Regions from separate parts of the Mus musculus genome. Here all the other regions are linked to region 2. A link is a contact called in public HiChIP or PLAC-seq data. All regions are on one chromosome and are shown on one strand. Each heading gives the region's core, a stretch centred on a gene start, on an enhancer-like site or on the middle of the called end of the contact. The rest is flanking DNA. Distances are from core to core; before and after follow the strand shown. Region 1 overlaps Dyrk1a (dual-specificity tyrosine-(Y)-phosphorylation regulated kinase 1a). Region 2 holds the start of Vps26c (VPS26 endosomal protein sorting factor C). Region 3 overlaps Dyrk1a (dual-specificity tyrosine-(Y)-phosphorylation regulated kinase 1a).

Evidence for each region. HiChIP or PLAC-seq counts read pairs in DNA pulled down with a chosen protein or histone mark.
Region 1: a BATF HiChIP or PLAC-seq map of CD8 T cells shows a contact between it and region 2, with 7 read pairs. The contact joins the enhancer-like site here to the promoter of Vps26c in region 2. A contact is called at or near these places in 2 of 39 promoter capture datasets (embryonic stem cells and macrophages), 6 of 484 Hi-C or Micro-C datasets (CD4 single positive thymocytes, CD8 T cells, bone marrow-derived macrophages and 3 more), 13 of 115 datasets of contacts at active chromatin or transcription factors (CD8 T cells, the HPC-7 cell line, the SCID.adh cell line and 10 more) and 4 of 9 other capture datasets (adipose tissue, liver, macrophages and 1 more).
Region 3: an H3K4me3 HiChIP or PLAC-seq map of bone marrow-derived macrophages shows a contact between it and region 2, with 4 times the contacts expected there. The contact joins the enhancer-like site here to the promoter of Vps26c in region 2. A contact is called at or near these places in 2 of 39 promoter capture datasets (macrophages and neural stem cells), 1 of 484 Hi-C or Micro-C datasets (myocytes), 11 of 115 datasets of contacts at active chromatin or transcription factors (the HPC-7 cell line, the SCID.adh cell line, bone marrow-derived macrophages and 7 more) and 4 of 9 other capture datasets (adipose tissue, embryonic stem cells, liver and 1 more).

Annotation. Positions count from the first base shown.
Region 1 is chr16:94,596,481-94,599,226 of GRCm38.p6, forward strand. All of the region lies in intron 1 of Dyrk1a (dual-specificity tyrosine-(Y)-phosphorylation regulated kinase 1a), which reads left to right. Among named protein-coding and RNA genes, the nearest start is that of Dyrk1a, 28 kb to the left of the region's middle. Within about 2 kb of position 1,326, at least 10 of the 459 cell types and tissues checked have an H3K27ac peak or open chromatin away from gene starts, as enhancers often do. A contact at or near this core is called in CD8 T cells and the HPC-7 cell line, where this site is marked.
Region 2 is chr16:94,525,257-94,527,956 of GRCm38.p6, forward strand. It overlaps Vps26c (VPS26 endosomal protein sorting factor C), which reads right to left and starts at 1,373. Exons shown (of 8, transcript NM_007834.3): 1 at 1,082-1,373. The coding sequence starts at 1,138.
Region 3 is chr16:94,646,115-94,648,814 of GRCm38.p6, forward strand. The region is part of intron 2 of Dyrk1a (dual-specificity tyrosine-(Y)-phosphorylation regulated kinase 1a); the gene reads left to right. Among named protein-coding and RNA genes, the nearest start is that of Gm41504, 66 kb to the right of the region's middle. Within about 2 kb of position 1,272, at least 56 of the 459 cell types and tissues checked have an H3K27ac peak or open chromatin away from gene starts, as enhancers often do. A contact at or near this core is called in the HPC-7 cell line, bone marrow-derived macrophages, effector CD8 T cells and 2 more, where this site is marked.

The sequences.
Region 1 (2,746 bases), core at 76-2,575, 71 kb after region 2:
TGACTAGGGTAAGATGATATCTCAAAGTAGATTTAATTTGCATTTCCCTGTGGCTAAGGATGTTGAACATTTCTTAGATATTTCTTAACCATTTGTATTTGATCTCAATTCTATACTCTATGTTTAACCAGGTAATTTTTAATTTTTTTAATGTTCAGGGTTTTTCTTCTTCTTTGCCTAGTCTAGATACTGTGTGTCAGATGTATAATGGTAAAGGTTCTTCTGTTGTATGTTGATGCAGAGGAGTTCCTTGTAAGCAGATGCTCGGTCTCTGGCTATCAGAAGAGAAGAGCTTTGCTCTCACTGTGATTCCATCTGCAGAGTATGACAGTCAAGGGCAGGACGTAGGCTCAGCTCAAGAGCCTTTCCTGCCTCAGCTTAAAGACTTTTCTTCAACATGTAGTTGTGCTGACTGTGTCATGTACTAGGCACATTAGCAAGATCCCATAAGTATAGTGCTTTATTGTGTACAAACTTTAGTTTCAAGCATAAAGTTATAAACAAAGTCCTCTTTAGGCTATGTTTATAAAGAACATTAAAATTGTAAATGTTATCTTTAGACTTTGGTCCCTCTAAAATCTGGAAGTCTGAATCACTTCTGGTTGTAAGCATTTTGGAGCAGGGATATTGGCCCTGTCCATCTTTAGTGACAGAGGCCTCAGCCAGGCTGGTTTGGGTCAGTCCAGTCAATTGCTCAACGCTGCTCACCTACTGCTAGAATCTGGCCAGAGAAATGTGCTGGGGCTTGAGTCCTGCAGAGGAGGCCCACCATCATGAGACAGCCCCTCACTGATCCCTTACAGCATCGCACATCTTAGCTTGACCCCTAGAGAACATGGGCCCTGTCTGCCTTTTTGTATGTTGTGAGTGATTATTTGGAGACACAGAGTTGCTGTTGTGCTTATTGACCTAGCTTAGCATTTCAAGATTCCCACCACTCATTGTTCAGGTTTTGAATTTTCTTACAAATTTTTCTGTGTAGATCTAAAAGTGAAAATTATGTCTTAGGAAGTTTTGAAGACTGTAAGCTTGGGTCCTACCTGTTAAGTTTTGGAACACTTACATCTGTCAGACTTTCTTTGACAGATCTAAAAACGTTTCTCCCCTGTATTTGTCAGTCTATGCCAGCAGTTCTCCGTCTGTGGGTGTGGGGGCACCTTTCACAGGTGACCCTTTCACAGGGGTCACATTGGATATTTACATTAGGATTCATAACATTAGCAAAATCATAGTTATGAAGTAGTAACAAAAATAATTGTATGGTTGGGGCTCATTACAACAGGAGGAACTGTACAAAGGGGCCAAGCATCAGGAAGTGTGAGAACAGCTGCTCTGTGTTTTTAGCCTTATCTTCAGCATGGTTTGCCATCATTTATTAGAGCCGTCCCTGCCCCTGTGTGTTTTTTTTCCACTTTGTAGTCTAAAGTCTGTGAGGGACTGTAGTGACAGTAACAGTGTAGAGTACTGTCTCTGTGCTTGCCTTGCTGGCTGAGGGACTGAATGACCACTTTGAAACTTTATCTTGTCATGGCATGGCTGGTTTATAAGGATGCTGTTTGTGTGTTCTCTTATGTGATGGTGTTCCTCTGGGGTCAGTAGTGTACATGTAGTTGGGCTGTTGAAGTGTGTACCCATGAGTGTGTAGCTGGGTCCCATCAGTTCTCCCTTCTGCCGGGCTATTCCCCAGTCCCATTGGTTTGATCAGAAGTTCTGCTGTCACTTTTGTCCATGCCCGTTTGAATGTGTCTTATTGGGCGGATCGCTGAAGCAAAGTAGCAATGTAGCGTGGGCCTGGTTGTACTTGGATGGGAGAAAACCTGTTAAATACAGGTTTTGGCTGTTACCTTTTTGGTAAGGGCTCGTGTTCTAGTGTTACATACTTAGGTGAAGCAGTGTCGTGTGAATATTCAGTCACAATGATGATGTGAGATGCCTTGATTTTACCATTGGTTTCATAACCCTCTTCAGTGTTTGTATTTCTTCTTATGTTTGTATACTCATAATTAAGGGATACAGCTTTGCTACATCTGTTTCTAGTGAAGGATTGATTCATGTGCTCCCCCCACCCTCTCCCTCTCTCTTTCTCTTGAAACAGAGTCCCTCTTCATAGCCTTGGCTCTCTTGAAACTCACTGCATAGACCAGGCTGGCATTGAACTAAAAAAGAGCCAACTGCCTCTGCCTCCCGAATGCTGAGGTTAAAGACTTATGCCATTATGTCCAGCAAAGGATTAATTTGAATATCAGAATTAACCCTTTAACTTTAAATCTGACAACTCAGTATTATTGTATAATTAATCTGCATTAAATAGGTGCTATTCTGTGTTGAGAAAGTATGGAGATAGGAATCAATGTGACTTTGTTTAAGGAAAACAGAGTTTAGGGGACTGGAAATGTAGCTCATTTGGGAGTGTGCTAGCCTAACATTCTCAAAACTCTGGGTTGGATCCTAGGGCTGAAAAAACCAGGTGTGGTATATATCTGTAATCTCTGTTATTATATGATTAATCTGTAAACTCAGGACGGGTGAGGCAAGAGAGGTTTCAAAACAGGTCATCCTCCTCTCACAGGTTCAAGGCTAGCCTGGGCTATTTATTATATGAGGCGGTCTGAAAACAAACAACAGAAGGGCTTGGGAGAATTGTTGGGACCTGCTGTGTCCTGCACTAAGACTGGTGACAGCCACCAGCAGCACTAGTGACATTTTGTCTGTAGGTAAACTGAGTCATAGAGTGTTCTGAAGTGAT
Region 2 (2,700 bases), core at 123-2,622:
ACTGTGTCTGTGAGTGCAGTCCAATCAGACCAGAAGTGTGAGATTCCCTGCAGTTGGGAGTTACAGGGAGTTGTGAATGGTCTGACATGGCAGCTGAGAACTGGACCCTCCGAAGATCAGTGGATTCATCTCTCCAGCCCTTATCTTATGGCCCCTGGGCTCGTATCAAACTCAATATGCAGCTAAGGATGATCATAATGTTCTGACCCTGTCTTAAGTGGTAAGATTACAGACACCCACCACCACGTCTGATTTTATGCGGTACTGGCAACTATTTTACAATCTGAGCCACTTCCCCTGGCCTCCAATTGCTTTTCATGAAACTGACAGCTTTAATATGGCAGTGGTTTGACAGTGTGCCTCAACTGAGGCAGGATAGATCGTTTCCTTTATGAACTAACTAAATACTTTCGCAGTGATCTAGCATAAGTGAGTTTCCACTTTCTTAGTGCATCTTGCCAGAGTACAGTCGCTTTTATAAGGGGTGATGGCAACTTGGTGTTTGGGATTTTGTTTTGTGGGGGAGGGGTCTTTGAATGATGTCTACTAGACAAATCACGAATATAGCTTCCTGTGTGGTGAGGATGGAAGTGGGGTGGCTCACTGGAATCTTTTTAAAATAATCAGGTTTCTAGCCTTTAGCGTCCATTTAAGATGTTCACCTGGGATGTTTTTCCCTTTCAACACCACGCTGCATTTGTATCCACTGAACTGTGTGCAGAAGCTAGCTGTGACTCCACGGCTGCTGTGCTGGTGTCTCCGGAGGTAGAGACAGGGCGATTGCATTCTACAACTAGGGTAATGGATCCTGCCGCGGTGAGAGGCTTACAAGAGAACTCTGCTTTAGGATTGACCACAGCCTGGAGCACACATGTCTGTTCTGAAAGCTCTTCTGCAGAAAGGGGCGTTTGTCATCTGCTCTTCACCCCCAGAGCGACAGCTCGAGCCCGCCGCCCGCCCGCCTGCCGCCGGCCCCCAGCCCCACACTGGACAGGACCGCAGGGCACGCCCATCTAGCGTCGGGGCCGCGCGAGCCGTGCTGGAGACCGCAGAGCTTGAAGCCCAACACCCCTCCACTTACCCCGGCGTGATACACTTTATTCGCTCTTTTAATCTTGATGTCCAGAGTGGTCCCCATCTCAGATTATCCGCAAAGGCCGCAACTTCCGGCCACTCGTGACCCGGTTGCCCCGCCCCCTACGAACCCGCCCCTCCGGCGCCTTCCGCAGTGGTGGCACGTGACCGGCTTTCGCGCCACACCTCACACACCTCCCTCCTTCGGGCACAGGGCGTGGCTTAGCGCGGACAGGGGCACGAAACCCACACGCGCGCGCGCGCGCGCGCGCGAACACACACACACACACTTCCGGAACGCGGGAGTGTGCTCTCTGTTCTCCCGGCGTGCCCCGCGGCGGGGGCGAGGCCGCTTCGCAGCGTTTTTTTTACACAGGAAGGCTGCCTTCCCGTCGGGCTGTGCGGCGCGAAAGGCTGCGTTTCGGAGGTGGGTTTCCGGAAGTGATAGCAGGAACGTGTCCCCTCCTGTCATCCGCTTCCTCCATCCCTGTAGCCGCGTCTGCTGCCAGATGTTCTGAGGCGCCACCGCCAGTATCCTCCGGGCGGACGAGTCCGTGCCAACCGCAGGGGCGTGGCCCCGCGCTTGCGACCTGCTGGGCGCTGATTGGTGGAGGGCCGCAGCTACGCCCCCTCAGGCCACGCCCACGACGCAGAGCCAAGGTTTCGGGAAGCGCGAGGTGACCTCGCTCTGCGGCTGCTCGCGGCTCCGCGGCCGCGGAGGCTTCTGGGTACTCCCCAGGCGCCAGCTCTGGAAGTGGTCTTGGTGTTCTGTGGGGTATCCGGGCGGGCGGGCGCGCGAGCGGGAAGGTTGGAGTCGAAGCGGAAACGGACCTGCGTACCCCTTTCTCCCTCCAGCAGCCTGCCGCAGTGGACGCCGAACTTTAGGGGGGATATTGCGGTTAGCCAGCATGCTAGTTACTGAATTGTGTAAACTGACTCTTCCGATAAGCAAGTCAAATCTTGATGTTTTTGTTACGTAAAATGATGTGAAGAAATGGTATTTGTTGAATTCCTTGATTATTATTTTCTTAAATATATATCACTTTTAGGATAACAAATTTCTCTGTAAAGTGGTTTCGTGAATGACTCTAGGTGTTTTGAAGCCGAGAACGATGTACGACGGCTGCAATTGCTTTTGAAGGTTAAGATAAAATGTTTCTCAGTATCCACAGCTCTATTTTCAGCTCCCATCTCTACCCTTAGGACTTACCCGTGTGACCTACAGACTTTCCTAGCAATTCTAAAAAAATCATGTGGGACACAGCTTAGATATTTGGAAGACACAAATTCAGTGCAGGAAAGAAAAAGAAAAGCCTTTCCTTCCATATATGGCTTTACAGAGTCTTGTTCCTCCAGGGACGATGTACCTGATTTCCTCTTTGAAAATTGCACACATGGTTAAGGAAGGCTGGTCTACTGTGAAGAGCGCTCCTTCCAGGAACTACCAGTGTTTATTGAGTGCAAAGGCCGTCCTACAAGAATCAAAAGTCCACTTTCCACAAACACTGTTCTTTTAAAGTCTTTCCATCCCTTAATCTCATGTTAAATAAGTTTGATTTTGTCACTTTAAGCTACTGAATATCAGACTGTCAAATTGACAGTCTTGTGGCTCAAGTGGGACACTAG
Region 3 (2,700 bases), core at 22-2,521, 120 kb after region 2:
AGCATGTTTCTTGAGGACTTAGGATCAGTCTAGGTTCTTACCTGCTGTGCCCTTGACTGGTGTCTTCAAGAAACACAGACTGACATCTCTGGGAAGTGTATTGAGATTGGTATTTCTGTGTTCTCGGTGTTAGCCAACTGGTATAATCCATGTGCCGTTCCATTGGCTGTTAAATAACTCAGTTTTACAGTTACAGAGCAAAATGTGGACATCTTGTAGCAAAAAAAGTACCTGCAGGTGATACTGGGCTTTGGAAGCCAGTCATTGAATGTGAAAAGAGTGCAGAGTAACCCAAAGCAAGGTTTTATAAGCAGGTCCTGGTCTGCCACTCTGTAATTGTATGGTATTCTATTGGCTGGATTTTGTCATATGGCCAAGCTGGGAATGTAGTCTTATTGCAACAGTCAAGAAAAATAAGTACTATTGTCTATCCTGGTATCTTGATGGATATCATCACCACAGATGTCTTAATTAAGGTGTCTATTGTGATAAAATTCTATAACCAACACAGTTTGGGAAGGAAGGCTTATTTCATCTTAAAACTTGTAGTTTATCACTTAGAGAAGTCAGGGCAAGAACTGACGCGTAGGCCATGGAGGAGTGCTTACTTATGGGCTTGCTTTGCCTGCTTTCTTACAGTACCCATGACTGCCAGCCTAGGGGTGGCTCTGCTCACGGTGAGCTGAGCCTCCTACTCAGTCATCAATCAAGAAAATGCCCACAGGCCAACCGAGTGGGGCCATTTTTTCAGTTGATCTTTCCTTTTCCAAAATGACACGGGCTTGTGTCAAGTTGACATTAGCTCTTCTCTGATTAGCTTTTATTTCATGCTTTCTTTCTTTCTTTCTTTCTTTCTTTCTTTCTTTCTTTCTTTCTTTCTTTCTTTCTTTCTTTCTTTCTTTCTAATGTAGTTCCTAAAACTCCTTCCCTAATACTATATTTAACCTTTGAGGAGTGGTTTCCAATTACTCAATTTATATATGATATAGTCCTGTCTCAGGGATACAACAGAAACTCAGCCCCTGAGCCAGAAATGAGTTTAAGGGCAAGTTACAAATCAGGCCACAGAGCAGATTGGAGCTCTGGAGACTGTGAAGAGGCTGTAAGTGCCTGACGTGGATTGGCTCTGCAGCGCCTCCTGTAAAGCCTTGTTTTCAGGGAGGAACAAATGGGAAGACGCAGGAACTAAAAGAGAGGTATAGTGAGAAGGGCATGCCCATGATGCCCTTGCAGAAGCTTCCGGAACCCACTTCCTTCCCTTTCTCTTCCTTTTCTTGCTGTGTTAGGCACAGCTGTGATCTGTCTGCCATGTGCTCCCACCGTGAAACACCACCACAGGTCCTAAGAACTGAGGCTAAAATGTTCAGAAACCTTTAAGACTGTCAATCAATAAAGAAACTCTTTTCAGGTTCAAAGTGTTAGGCAATAGAAAAGACTGGGTCAAGCCACGGGACAGGCAGCTTAGGATGCCACATCTGGCTCTGTCTCCGTACTCCTTGTAACTCTGGCTTTGGTAATGAACAAACGGTAAACAGTCTGGTGTTTCTGGTAAGAATTTAGAGGTTTGGATAGATATTCCTCTAACACGCACACACAGATAAAATACTTGAGTTGGTATGAGAAAATTCAGGACCATCTGTCACTCAATGAAGAAGTAAGTGCCCTGTGTGGCATGCTTAGCTGATAAATCCTGTTCCTCTATTGTAGGCATGGCTTTCCTTCCCTCCTTCCCACCTTTTGGCTCTACAAGAAGGGTGTCCAGATTCCAAATAGCCCCATATGATAGCATCTGTATGCGAGTGTTTTCTATAGGCCAAGTATGCTGGGCTATAAGATGGGGACTGCTCTAGTCTGCATTTGCCGTTGACCTTTTTATATACGTTTGCAAGGTTCTCTACATCACAGCTTTCCCTTTACAGTGATGTCAGCACATCTACTCATTCAGGGACTGTCCCTAAGAGTGGGTATGACAGTCCTTGCATAGGAATCTATGTGAGCAGAGAAGTTGTGCAATGTTTTTGGTGTGCAGTGTTTATATCACTAGCCTAGGGAAGTGTAGGATTCCCCCAAGGAGTGCCCTATTCAGCCCAAGTCTGCACATCATGGGCAGGGAGCCACAGTTGCTCTTTCTTTCACTCATTAGCTCATTGTCACCTTTAAGGCCTTGCTCTTTTGTAGTTCCAAAATGCAGAGACAAATAACTGTTATCATCCTTCCTTCAAGGGTTCTGATTCTATTTCAAGAGCATAATGATGACTTTAGTACGCTTGCTCTGGGAGCTGAGAACAGTGTCCTAAGGGAAGGATGGTACTGAGTTATTTAGTAAGGTTCTAGGAGAAGTTTTCTTAGGATAACATCTAATTCGGGTCTCAATTTTTTTTTTTTTTAAAGACAGGGTTTCTCTGTGTAGCCCTGGCTGTCCTGGAGCTCACTCTGTAGATCAGGCTGGCCTTGAACTCAGACATCCGCCTGCCTCCACCTCCCAGGTGCTGGGATTAAAGGCTTGCACCACCACTCCCTGGCTCAAATTTTGAGTTCAAAATTTTTGGAGTAGAAAAGGGAGCAGGCTGCATATTCAAGACGTGTCCTGCCAGACGCTGTTGCAGAGCAGCAAGAAGGTCAGTGTGGTTGAGACAGAAGTGCTGGGAGATAGAACAGAGAGGAATGGTGGGAAGTGGGGTGGGAGAGGCGTGAGCACTT